Regions from separate parts of the Rattus norvegicus genome. Here region 2 is linked to region 1. A link is a contact called in public Hi-C data. All regions are on one chromosome and are shown on one strand. The core of a region is the stretch at or near the end of the contact, and the rest is flanking DNA. Distances in the headings are between cores, read along the strand shown. Region 1 holds the start of Rpl10a (ribosomal protein L10A). Region 2 holds the start of Armc12 (armadillo repeat containing 12).

What was found. Hi-C and Micro-C count contacts between places; a contact is called where the count stands out from the background.
Region 2: a Hi-C map of the A7r5 cell line shows a contact between it and region 1, with 7 times the contacts expected there. The contact joins the promoter of Armc12 here to the promoter of Rpl10a in region 1. A contact is called at or near these places in 3 of 12 Hi-C or Micro-C datasets (the A7r5 cell line, the Rat2 cell line and frontal cortex).

The regions. Positions count from the first base shown.
Region 1 is chr20:6,388,489-6,392,065 of GRCr8, reverse strand. Rpl10a (ribosomal protein L10A) reads right to left here and starts at 1,533. Exons shown (of 6, transcript NM_031065.1): 1 at 1,503-1,533; 2 at 1,235-1,309; 3 at 1,052-1,132; 4 at 552-700. The coding sequence starts at 1,507.
Region 2 is chr20:6,587,955-6,591,531 of GRCr8, reverse strand. Armc12 (armadillo repeat containing 12) reads right to left here and starts at 1,959. Exons shown (of 6, transcript NM_001113777.1): 1 at 1,790-1,959; 2 at 810-955; 3 at 319-453. The coding sequence starts at 1,952.

The DNA of each region.
Region 1 (3,577 bases), core at 284-2,783:
AGGCCTGGGAAAACTTAAGGACACACCTGAGGATACAGAGAGGGGGTTACCTTCAACCCCTGTCAGTTGGAGCCAAGCTGACTCCCCGAATACTTTTTTTCGGAGCTGGGGACCAAACCCAGTGCCTTGCGCCCGAATACTTTTAAAGAAACAGATGGAGCTATTTCCTTCTGTGTGTAAAAGCAGGTACGACTACTGCCCAGCTCACCACAGGTAAAAGAAGCCTTCCAGTGCCTGACTACTAAATATCCCACCTATCATGGTCGATAGGGGCTACCACCCAGGGTCACAGGCCCTTGTGAGCCCTCTGTGGGTTAAAACACCAAACACCTCAGCTGCACACACCTGAGGCTTCCATCACACTGGCCTGAGGGGGCATTTTCTTTATTGCAAACTGATGTGAAGCACACTGATTGGTGCCACTCCTGGGCAGGTGGTCTCGGGTCAGGTAAGGCAAGCCAGCCAGCAAGTGGAGAACCGCCCTCGAGTCAGCCCCTGTGAGCCCCAGCTCATTTCAAGCTCCCCCAACACATCAGTCCAGCTACACCTACCCAGCTTTTTGACCAACTTCTTGTTCTTGTTAAGCTTCTTGAGCGCCTCGATGTCCATGTGGGGGATATCCACGGCCTTGGCTTCATCACAGTGCTGCTGGTCCCCCAGGACGCACACGGAGAACTTGGGGCGAGGGGTGGACTTAAGCCTGCGTTCAGGGGGTGGGGAAGAGACACAACAGGTCATGCCTGATGCTGGAGTCGCCCAACAGGCTGAAGGCATCTGAGGTAGCAGCAAGCCCCGAGCCTTACCCGGAGGTCTGTGCGACACTAGCCTGGCTTCTCAGGCTAGCCGGCGGGCTCGGCCGAGGCCTCCCCACGCCTCCCCTCTTGTTTTAAGACCCAGGGTGGGGGTCCGTCCAGAGAGCCTGCCCGTAGCAGGACTCCTGAACTACCCTGGCACGTCAGTGTCCCCGTGCCCGCCTCGGGCTCGGCCAGAGCGACAACGGGGAGGCCACACCGGGACACTGAGGGCTGGGTGGGGTCAGAGCGGTGCCAACCTGACGGTGCCCGAGAAGCGTTTGTCCTTCTGAGGGTCGTAGTTCTTCAGGCTGATCTGCAGCTCCACCGTCTCCAGAAACCTAAGCGAAAGGGGAGCTGTGAACCGGGGGATGCTCGCCGTGCCCGGGGTTGCTCGCCCTGGCCCAGGATTGCTCGTCCCGCCCGGGGAGGCCCGCGCTTACTTGCGGCGCTTACGCTGGTTCCCGTGCAGGACTTCCCGCACCGCCTCGTAGAGGGTGTCGCGTGAAACTTTGCTGCTGTTGGGGAGAAGCAAGGGTGCTCAGGGTCGGCCCTACTGGACCCCGGGCCGGATGACAGGCCCACAGCATGCCGGGAAAAGGCTCGCGACACGGGTAGCCGCCGGGAGAGCCTCCGAAGCGGGCCGCAGGGAGTCCGCGGGACAGCCGGGTGCACGGATGGCGGCGGATAGTACCCCGAATAACTACCTACCTCATGGCTGCGGCTGCGGGAACCGGAAAAGAAGGCAGAAGGTTTCGCGCAGGCGCTCAAATAGAGCTCGTGCTCTCGCGAGAATGGCTCGTTCCGCCGGCTCCGCGCTTAGCCAAAGCGGAGAAGCGCTGCTGTGTGAGGCCGCTAGGGGGCGCCACCACGTGGCTGCACCGTGAGACCTGCTTTAGGAGCAGCTGGCAGTTCTGCACTGGGACTGGGGCCGAAGCTGGGGCATTGGGATCGGATTTCTGCCCGCTGTCTATCTTCTGCCTGTCCCATGTCTTCCACAGTCACCAGTGGAAGCGTTCTCTTTCATCGCCTAGTTTGGTGATGAGCCCCGGAGAGCCACTGGGCGGCTGCTCCCTGTAGCCGTGCATTATGCAATGGACCAACTTGTGGACTGAGGCACGGATGACAGGAATAGCTCGAGGAAACGATCCTTGCTGAGATCTGCAGAACTGAAAAGCATCTTGTGACTGGATTAGGATCAGATGCGCCTCGTTTAAGCGTAACCTGGGAGAAGGCGCCCACCAGTCTCGCCCTAGCCATCTTGTATAAACTGCTCCGGATTCAGCCTCCAGGCATGATGGACTTTGAACAAACGCCCCCTCCCACACTGTCTTTTCTCAATTAGTTGGCATTTCAAACAAAGTCGTTCTTGGTGCCTGACCCCCGTCTTTGCAGTGAATAGAGAGGCGCGGGGTCAAGGATCATTGCAGGAAGCCTTCAAATCTGGAGTGACTCATTCCAGGCCACCCTCTCTGGAAACACGTCATAGATGTGGCCAGCACCCACCATTAGCAGGGGGCAGATCTGAGAAGGGTTCATTCCACCCAAGCACATACACAGCACGCATCACGTAGAGTAAAGCAGGTTCGCGCCAGGGTCAGAGTGGAGTTAAGTGGCAGGCAGGTTGGAGCTTCGAGTGCCACTCACACTGGAAAGAGACGTTTGTCCCTTGCGCATCGTTCCCCTTGCCTCTGTACCCTGCATCGTCTCCTTCTCAGAAACCAGACTTTCTCACTGGACTGGCCTCCCTCCCTCCTCCCCTCCCTGCGTCAGGGGATTCAGGACTTCAGAGGAAGCTGTGGTCTGAGAAGTACCCAGAGACCTCTGTTCCCCACCCACTGCAGGGCTAAGGTAGGAGGATGTTGTCCCTGAACTTTCTTGGGCTAATTCAGTCACGTCAGTGTGGTGAACTTTTGTTTCTTTGTGTACCCCCGACTCTCTTAGAATTTGCTGCCCTTGAATTAGAGATCCACTGGCCTCTATCTCCTGAGTTCCGGGCTTAAAGTGTGCGCCACCATGCCCAGCTGTGTGCTAAATCTTTTTTTTTTTTTTTTTTTTTTTTGAGTGAGGTACTTGCTCAGGTCTGTGGAAAGACAGATGTCAGACAGGTCTGCAGCAGGCACCCCTGCTCCCCTTTCAGCCCACGGTAGGCTAGACAATCCTCAGATCCCAGCTCAAATGTTAGCTGCAGCTGAAGACGGAGCTCAGTGGTACAGCATCAGCCTAACAGGCGTAAGACTCCGGTGTCTGGCTGGAGAGATGGGTCACTGGTTAGAGCACTGACTGCTCTTCCAGAGGTCCTGAGTTCAAATCCCAGCAACCACATGGCAGTTCACAACCACCCGGAATGGGATCCGATGCCCTCTTCTGGTGTGTTTGAGGACAGCCACAATGTAGTCATATATAATAAATAAATCTGTAAAAAAAAAAAAAAAAAAAAAAAGACTCTGGTGTCCAGGACCAGCTTTAAAACAAAGTCATGGGTCCCGAGGCCTTGATGTGACGGGAGGGGTGAGGGAGTGAAGGGGGTTCAGGTGCCTATACCTAATGGGAAAGTGCGCCCGTCTAAGAACACAGGTGCTGGTTTTGAAGTTCATCTATCTGACATGTGTACCCTCTGGGACACAAACATGCCCCCGCACACAGGTGGAGGTCAGAGGACAACCTGGGGTGCCAGTCCTTGCCTTCCATTTTGTCTCATGCTAAGCTGTTAACGCAGTTTTGGGGGAGTCTCCTGCCCCCACCTCCAGCCACCTCTCAGCTGCACCCACAAACGTTTTTGAGAC
Region 2 (3,577 bases), core at 710-3,209, 200 kb before region 1:
GCAGAACTCTGAATTTAAGGACAGTGGGACAGCCAGGGCCACACACACACACACACACACACACACACACACACACACACACAGCAGGAAAAATGTGGTAACCCCAGTTTCACAACCAGCCTGGTTATGCGCTGGTGTCTAAGAATCTGCCCTTAGAGAGTCCAGGCTCATCAGGCTCTTGTGGAGACTAGAGTGGCGTGGGACGAAGCTGACCACTGTCTCCCCCACTCATTTCCAGGTTACAAACTCGGATTCAAACTTCCTGGCTATCATCAAATTAAAGGACCCAGACTCTGGGGAACACGCTGCCCATCTTGCCTGAATGACGAGTCTGAATTTCCTGATGCCAGAGAAAGCCTTAAGTGCGTTCAGAGCTTGGATTTTGACACTGTTGTCCTTGTCATCCAGCATTTCAGCGATCAAATTGATGTCATCCAATGTACAAGCAGAGGCCTAGAGTGTGTGAAGAGAGGTGGGAGAGACAGGAGAGGCGGGTGTCCTGGGCCCCCGCTGTCCCCTGAGTCTCTGAGGTCATCTTTCCTTTGATGCTACCGTCAAGCAGAGGGACAGGTTTGAGGATGCTGTCTAGGCAGTCGTGGGGTTAGGGGTGAACTCTAAGCCAGGAACCAGACTGACAGGGAGGGGCGCGGCCATGCCCGTCCAGCCCAGCCCAGCCCAGCCCAGCCCAGCCCAGCCCAGCCCAGCCCAGCCCAGCCCAGCCCAGCCCAGCCCAGCCCAGCCCAGCCCAGCCCAGCCCAGCCCAGCCCAGCCCAGCCCAGCCCAGCCCAGCCCAGCCCAGCCCAGCCCACCTCAGCTTCCAGCAAGTACACGCAGCGGGTGATGCTATGAAGGACCATGCTTTTGGTATATGCATCGTGTTTGCACTCTAGAGAGTGGAGAAGTCTTCGAATCTCACCCGAGTCCCGCCCGTGGCGCTCTCTCTCTATGGCCAGGCCTAAACAACACCCCAGTCCACAGTTAGGGATACGGACTCATTGAGGAACGCAAGGGGCTGGGAAGTGGGAAAACGGGGTAAGGAGGGAAGCTGAGGTCTAAGGCTTTTCCTAAAATGGAAACTTTTGGTCTGCTGAGTGGAGCGTTTCCCGGACTACCCTACCAAGTGTGCACCACACCAAGAACCATGTCTACTATTGTGCTGTCTGCGTGTCGGTCGCTCCTTTGTCTTTTCACAGTTACAACTTTCCTGGTAGGGTTCTGTTCTCATCGGGATACTCTTGGCAGTTGGCAACCAACGTGTCTCAACTTAGTGACCCTTTTCCTGATGCCACAAAAGTACCCTAGGGGGACTAGAGAGATGGGTCAGTGGTTAAGGACACTGGCTGCTCTCTCAGAGGTCCTGAGTTCAAATCCCAGCAACCGCCTGGTGGCTCACAATTGTCCGTTACGTCAGTACTCGTAGGTAGGCAAGACCCCCAAATACATAAGATAAACATTTAAAGTACCCCATGACCTAGTTGGAAACTCAGGGCAAAAAGGTCTCTCAACTTTTCTTTCCCTCAGTGTCTCCAGTTCCTGACCAAGTTTTTGACTTCAGTTTCCAATACATAGACCAGAGAGAGAGGGAGCAGGGTGGACAGTTCCTGGAGACTGGCTCCACAGAGAGCTGCTACCCAGAGACTCCCAAACTAGCTTCTACAGCCGTGCCTTGCTAGTGCTGGGAAGGGGGAGGGAAACTGAGGCAGACTGGAGAAGAGAAAGAAGGAAGGGGAAGCCTTAGAAGCAGGTACCTCCTGGGGCAAAGCCCTCTCCCCAGGGATTGGACACTCACGGGCAATGCAGATAGGTGAGTCGGAACAGAGCGGTGACTGACACTTTAAGCCAGCTCTGATGGCCTTGTACAGCAGGTATATGGCCCCGGCACCTGTAGCCAGGCCTATGAAGCCTTTGCGGAGGTCCAGTTGCTCCAGGTACGAGGGAATGGTCTTACCCATGTCTTCAGTGCTGCCTTGTGGCTAGGTAGGAGCTAGGCCCAAGGCACCTGGAGAGAACATTCCGGAACCAGAACCCTGGCAGGGCCCAGAACCAGAGTGCTAGAATTGTAACTAGGCAACAAAGGAAACTTTGGAGATGACGGGGGTCAAGGATGGCCCTCAGGGAAGTAAGAGGCCCTGAGTGCTGAGAGAAGATGCTGCTTTGGGAGGCTGCAGAGAAGCCAGAGACTCTAGGGGTAGAAGGTAGGGAGGGGAGTAGGGCTCAGAAGTAGTATTTGCCTAGCACAGAAAACCACTGAAAAGTTTTATGGGGTTTTTAAAAATATTTATTTATTTATTATATATACACTATACAGTTTTCTGCCTGCAGGCCAGAAGAGGGCACTAGATCTGATTATAGATGGTTGTGATCATAGATGGTTGCCTGGAATTGAACTCAGGACCTCTGGAAGAGCAGTCAGTGCTTGTTTGTCTCTCTGTGTAACCCTGGCTGGCCAACCCAGATCTGAGAAATCTGCCTGCTTCTGCCTTCCCCTTGCTGGGGTTAAAGGCGTGCACCACCACGCCTGGCTTTTTAAATTACTTGTGTCAAAGTCACATGCACTGGATACCTGAGGAGTACAGAAGAAAGCGTTGGACCTGCTAGAGCTGGAGTGACAGATAGCGGCGAGCTGGGTGATGTGTGCGCTCTGCGGGTAACCGACCTAGGGTCATCTGGAAGAGCAAGGGCATTTAACTTCGAGGAGCCCTCTATCTCCTCTCTTTTATTATTTTTTTTTCTTTTCTTTTTTTCGGAGCTGGGGACCGAACCCAGGGCCTTGGGCTTGCTAGGCAAGCGCTCTACCACTGAGTTAAATCCCCAACCCCCTCTTATTTTTGAAGGGAAATATCACCTAGTTCAGGCTCTTATTATACTGATTGGTCTTCCTGCCTTGACCTCCCTAGTGACGGTGGGTTATTGGTGTGCATCACCATGACCAGCTCCTGTTTTGCTGTGGGTCTAAGTGTTGGCAGTTCAGAAGGAAAAGGCTTCCCCTAGGGAAGGGTTATCAAGTGTTACAGTTCTGCTCGGTGGGGGGGGGGGGAGTATACCCAGACAAAGCTCTGCTCTTGTGAAAATGTTACAGCTTTGCTCCTCACAAATTGGTATCCTGGCAATTGGGAGCCAGGGAATGCCACGAGGTCAACATTTGCATAACAAATCTTACACAAGAGATCTGTTGGGAGGGTGGCTGTCTCTGCTCCAGTGAGAAGCAGCTAAGAACTGAGTAGGTGGCAAAGTTTATAAAAGATTTCTTGCCCAGCGGGGTTGGGGTTGGGGTGGGGCGATTTCCCCTGGGAGATTTCCAGGGTGAGGATTGGTGGGATTTCAATGCCTGAGCTTGAGTGAGCTCAGGGATTGGCGGGTTTTCCTGCTCAGGATTGACCACTGAGCCATCCCTCCAGCTCCCTCTTACTGCATTGTTATTACCTTGTGTGCCTGTGTTTATATATGTGTGTAGGTTTGTGAGCATTTCTGCCAGAAAGATGTGTGTGCTGGGAATTGAACCCAGGTCCTCTTCAAGAGCAGCATGCACTCCTAACTGCTGAGAATCTCTCTAGGCTTCCCTAGACAAGAACTCTCA